Regions from separate parts of the Arabidopsis thaliana genome. Here region 2 is linked to region 1. Evidence: chromatin contacts called from public ChIA-PET data. All regions are on one chromosome and are shown on one strand. The core of a region is the stretch at or near the end of the contact, and the rest is flanking DNA. Distances in the headings are between cores, read along the strand shown.

Region 1 (3,041 bases), core at 340-2,839:
ACATCAGGGTTACGTCCAATAGCCCAAGCATTGACATGAATACGCGTTCCAGGGTAAATATCATAACCCTTGATCTTGAAGTTAGTCATTGCTTCTCTTGGAATCAGAATAGGACTCGGTGCGTGTAACCTCCAAGTCTCCTTGATCACCATTTTCATGTAGACTAGAGCCTCGAGATCATCGTATGTCACTATACCTTTGTCTCCTACGTGTTCACGAATCTCGGCTTGTACTTTCTTCATTACTCTTGGATGTCTTGAAAGCTCTGCCATTGTCCAATCCAAAGTGATAACAGATGTGTCTACTCCTGCTACAAACAAATCCTGAAATGAAAACAAAAATGCTTACATGAACTCAATAAATTATAATTCAACATCTAAATAAGGCATGGACAAAGTTCTGTAACCTGATATTTGTATTAACCAAACTATACATAAATTTCTAAACCAAATTACCCAAATCGAACAAGAATTATGGTATCGAACCGAACTAACCAAAGTTGAAAACTTACCATAATAATAGCTCTGATATGTGTATCGGTGATTCTTGAAGAACCAAGTTTGGTTTCTTGACTCTGTAACTTGAGCAAGACGTCAATGAGATCTTCACGGTCTTCAGTTTTCTTCTTCTCCCGATGGTCAACAATAGCTTTCTGGTAAAACGTATCAAGATCTTGAAAACTCTTCCTCCGGCTAGAATCAAGACCACTGATCCGATCCAAGATCCAGCCAAACCCGGGGAATATATCCGCCGCCGCGAATTTTCCGATCACTCTGTTCGCCTCCGTGAACAGCTCCAGAAACGTCTCGTTATCCATTCCACTTCCTTGAAAACTCAATCCAAACGCCATTCGACACGTAAAGCTCGCGACGAACTTAGCCAAATTTGCGGTAAGGTCAACGGAAGATCCAGATGACGCCGAGTCAGAAAACGAGTTAACGAGTCGACTCAGCTCCTCCTCTCTTATGTTCCGGAACGAGTTGGCTCGTTTAACGGAGAAAAGTTCAAGAACACAGAGTTTCCGCACATCTCTGTAGTAATCACCCCATTTAGTAAACCCTAGACCAAGTCCATCATAGAAAAAGCTTTTGGTGATAGATAGCTTTGGACGAGTACAACACTCGGAGTCGTGAAGTTTTAGAACTTCCTCCGCCGTCTCCGGAGAGTGAACAACCACGGTACGGACGCTGCCGAGATAGACGGTGATGACTGGGCCATATTTGAGAGAGAGATCTCTGAGACTGCGGTGAGGGAGGGATCCGAGCTGGTGGATGTTTCCTAAGATAGGTAATCTTGGTGGACCTGGTGGAAGATTTTTAGGGGAACGAAGAAGAAAGAAGATAAGAAGTGGAGGAATCAAAAGTAGGAGAAGCCATGGAAGCAACTCAGTGGAGATGGGGAAGGAGAAAAGAGACATTTTGTTGTTATCGTCTTGTAGTTTTTGTTGGTTGTGTAGTATGTGTGACCATAATAAAGATGAAATACGTGTAGCTAGTGTATATGTTTACTACTATTTAACTAAGTTTATTGTAAAGACTTTTCGACCATATGCTAAAGATAAATTTATATCATACTTCAGTTTCGTGTAAGGACTTTCCGACCACAGGCTGAAAATCTTGACTTCAATTATTTTTTAAGAGTGGATTGAACCATAAAAGTGTAATTTGTAAGGAGAGACCGGAAAAATCATTAGACCATCCTCATTCAACAACTTTTCAATAGATAAAACATCCCAAAAATAGGAGATTTATCGTTGTCGGAATAGGTAACACCTGTTCCTTCGGGATTCAGTTCGGCTCCAGTTTGTGTTCAGTTTTAGTATTTGCTGTTTTGGACTTTACTACTTAAGGATTCAGATCAAATCAAAGAAAAATCGGTTTAGTTCTTGTTCAATCACTTGGTTAGTTGGTTTAGATAGATTCGGATGGTTAAATCAAGAAGCAACAAGAAACTGAAATATTTCAAACATGCCGGTCAGACGTTTAGTAAGACCAAAAAAAATATTCCTTTTTGAAATTGTTATTTAAATTCTTACATAATAACAACTGTTTTTTCTTCAACTCAAACGAAAGAAAGAAAAATTCAAAAATATAAACGAAAACATAAAAATATCAAAACGAAGCAAAATAGAAGTTCAAAAACGAAGAACAATTGACAAAAAAAAAAAAAAAAAAAAAAAAAACGAAGAACAACTTTTCATAGAGTGGAAAAGTTTGGAGGCGCTAAGATACATGTCTATCATTTTAGAATGATTTTGAAAGATACAGTGACAATATAATTTTTTGTTCTTTTTCATCGTCTTACACCTTTATTTTTTTAATCAAAGTTTTCGGACAAAAATACAACATAAGTAATTTAGGGTCTAAATGGTAACTGTTAGTTAAGTTTTCTTGGTAAGAACTTCTGAGTTCTGACCACATGCTGACATTTTTTTTTTTGTTTTTGAAAGAAAACATGCTGACATTTTTGACGTTTACCTTCTAGTATATTGAACAAGAAACGGTCAATATGCTTCTTCTTATTTTTTTGAATATTCTTTTCCATACATTGCCGGAATTTCGAACCAAAGTTTAGATTCATCTCCAGAGTTTTGTGCAGTATAGACTCAATCGTTGGACCATGTGTATGCTGATGTATACATGTTAATCTATAGTAGCAAAATATGATTGAAATCAATGTAAGAATATTCGAACTTCACTTTTACTTCTACATAAAAACAAATTGTACTATTAGACCATTATGAAGTGGACGTTTTTGTGGTTGGTTAATAGGATCCTAATGAGATTTGGATAATGTTATTTGTGTTCTCGATGTTCATCTCTGAATTTTTAGTTTTTTCATCTTTTTGCGTTGTCTCCTGCATGCAATTATTTGACTTGACTTGAATAAATATAGTTTAGTTCTTTGTTTGTTTGGGCAAAAAATGTAGTTTAGTTCAGAAATTCGGTAAACAATATTAAGATCTGGTAATAAGAGACATATTTTTTGTAAGTTTAACCATTGCAATTTCAAGGATTTGTTCTTGTGGTTTAGCCCCTTTT
Region 2 (3,102 bases), core at 430-2,929, 48 kb before region 1:
AGTGGATGTATTTGTTGTAGATCCATTACAAATTTTGTGTAGCCGTTAGTTTCTCAACTGAATTGAAATGTATTTGACAAATATTATCACATCTTCGAATATCTTAGTAGGATCTATATGATGAATACTAAATGTCTCAAACCATCACAGTTTATAACATGAAATTCTATTATGACACTCTGAATTTGAAATATATTTTCTATGCCACCTAAATAACTCTTTGTTGAATATAATTTTTATTTTCTTAATAGGATATGCAAAAATTAATATTTTATCACTTTGTAAGATCTAATCAAGAGTAATTAAGAGTTAATCAGCAGTTAACTTATGAATTAAATCAAGTGTTAACATGCATTTCAAAAGATTAAAATCACAAAAGAGAAAAATGTTTTCTTAAAAAAAAATAAAAAAATCTTATCGTCTTTTATTGTCCCAAAGAAGATAACGAACTCTGTACAAAAGCTTCTAACCGTCGTTTAAATTTTCCATAACTTTGTAAGGAACAAATGAGGTAAAATTTTAGTTTACTTAAAATTTAGTTATGTTACACGACATCAGAATAAACTTACAGAGACAAACAAAACGTGTAAGGCCTTGAACCAAGATAACTACGTCTAGTTCCAAAACCGCTTTTGGCTTTATTCAATTTCCTTGTTTATCATAGTATCGTAGCATCTTTGTTATTCAGTTTGAATGATAATAGTATTGTGGTTAAGAGTATAGTAAAACATCTACAACAATACTCCGTAATTAGTATTTTGATAGATTAATATATTTTGGTCTTAAATTACTATTTTTGAATCAATTAGTAACTTTATAAATTAATCAAATCTTATATATTTTCGACATTACTAACATAGTATATTGTTTTTATTGTTATATATGTCATCAATCACAAAAAGAAGAACTATTTGTATTGAAGGCCACCACTTATCTCTTATTGTGTTTATATCTCAACTAGTTATTATGTTAAAGGTAAAACTCTTATCATATAGAGCCCAAACTGTTCTAATAACAACAATTAAAGATAAATCTAAATTTTGATAATTTGACTAACATCTATGTTGTATCTCATATGCAAAAATATATGTTTGTGATTTCACTATGCAAAATTAACATCTATGTTAAAACTTTCTATATGAAAATATTATAGTTTTTTAATAATACTTACACATCCAACATTCAAACAATGTGATTTCACTCCATAGCGTTTTTTGTTATTTTGAGATGTTAATTTTGTAATGCAACCTAAACATCTTCATCTTCTCAAAAAATCTTGGTATACTTTAAATATGTTGTTTCTGCTTACTTTTTTTTTGGTTTATAAACATTTGATTATTCTTGTTTCAGTTGATGAAATCTCTAACTTGTTTTTCTTTTTGATCATGTTATAGAGTTGTAGTTCCACTTGAGAATATGTCTGCTATGCAAATTACATATCATCTTTTTCAATGGCTTACATATAATTGTTGTAAAATTCATGAATAATATCACTTGATTATTTAATGTTATAGAAGATGGATTAAAATGTTTAAAACTTTTCAAGATTTTTTTTGAAATTTCAATAATATGACCAAATTGTTTTTTTTTTTGAATTTGTTTGGAATATTCCATAACAACCGGACCTTGGAAAATAAATACATGCATGTTTGTTTGTGTATGATGAATACATAGACATGTTTGTGGTTGTGGCTATCATGAGTCCCTTCGTTAATAAACAATGATGTAGGACCAATAGCTATTCAATAACCAACAAAACGATCACACACCAAGAAACTCTTCTTCACTCTCTCTAATTCTCATTCTCATTTCTCACCATACAATTTTTCATCTCCCTCTCTTTATCCTTTTCTAGATTTTCTTTTTACCCTTCAATCACTTATCTCTATCTATCTACCTTTCATGCTCTTTCACCACTCCTTCCATAAAAATCTATCAATAATCACTTCCTCTCTCTCTCTCTCTCTCTTATACAACACTCAAGAAGCGAGACACAGAGGAGAGAGTTAGTCTTCTTCTCTGTTTTTGTCTCTTTGGCTATATATATTCAAACATTGTGTGAACAGAACACAAATCAACACAACACACACAACTTTGTGTTCTTTAAGTTTTGTTTCAGAGATCAATGGCCGGGACTGGATTGTTTGCTGAGATTCTTGATGGAGAAGTATACAAATACTACGCTGATGGTGAGTGGAAAACTTCTTCCTCAGGTAAGAGTGTTGCCATCATGAACCCGGCCACGAGGAAGACACAGTACAAGGTTCAAGGTATATCTCATTAAGTTTCATTCTTTCTTGATTTCAGATATTGGCAAAAATTTGGAGATATATACTAGAAATATTGATGAATTTTGGTAGATTGATTACTTGAACAAGTTTTGATAACAACCTAAGAATCTCCGAAGATAAACAGAGAAGATAAAAACAGAGGATTTCAAGATAAGACAATGTTCTGTTTTTCTGTTTAACACAGCATGCACGCAAGAAGAAGTGAACGCGGTGATGGAACTGGCGAAATCAGCTCAGAAATCGTGGGCGAAAACTCCTCTTTGGAAAAGAGCTGAGCTTCTTCACAAGGCTGCAGCAATCCTTAAGGACAACAAAGCTCCCATGGCTGAGTCTCTTGTTAAAGAAATCGCTAAACCCGCCAAAGATTCTGTTACTGAGGTCTCACCATATCCCTCTCTATGCATCAACTTCATACGAAGCTCTTTTTGTTTTGTGTTTTTCAAGATCTTTAATGTTTGATATTGGTGAAAGGTTGTGAGGTCTGGAGATTTGATCTCTTATTGTGCTGAAGAAGGTGTTAGGATCTTAGGTGAAGGGAAGTTTCTTCTCTCCGATAGCTTCCCCGGTAATGACCGTACTAAGTACTGCCTCACTTCCAAGGTATAATCTCTTAGATTCATATGTATGCGTCAATAGTTGAAGTTGTTAACAAATGTTTTGATCAAATTATGTGTTTGTTTTCTGATCTGAAGATTCCACTCGGTGTGGTTTTGGCTATTCCTCCATTCAATTATCCAGTTAATCTCGCTGTATCGAAGATCGCTCCTGCTTTGATCGCCGGAAACTCCCTTGTCCTCAAACCTCCAACTCA

What was found. ChIA-PET counts read pairs in DNA pulled down with a chosen protein or histone mark.
Region 2: a contact with region 1 is called in an H3K4me3 ChIA-PET map of shoot, with 10 read pairs. The contact joins the promoter of ALDH11A3 here to the promoter of CYP71B6 in region 1. A contact is called at or near these places in 3 of 26 Hi-C or Micro-C datasets (cotyledon, root and rosette leaf) and 1 of 2 datasets of contacts at active chromatin or transcription factors (shoot).

The regions. Positions count from the first base shown.
Region 1 is chr2:10,280,266-10,283,306 of TAIR10.1, reverse strand. CYP71B6 (cytochrome p450 71b6) reads right to left here and starts at 1,589. Exons shown (of 2, transcript NM_127979.3): 1 at 512-1,589; 2 at 1-323. The coding sequence starts at 1,417.
Region 2 is chr2:10,328,625-10,331,726 of TAIR10.1, reverse strand. It overlaps ALDH11A3 (aldehyde dehydrogenase 11A3), which reads left to right and starts at 1,679. Exons shown (of 9, transcript NM_127989.4): 1 at 1,679-2,270; 2 at 2,476-2,669; 3 at 2,763-2,891; 4 at 2,984-3,102. The coding sequence starts at 2,126.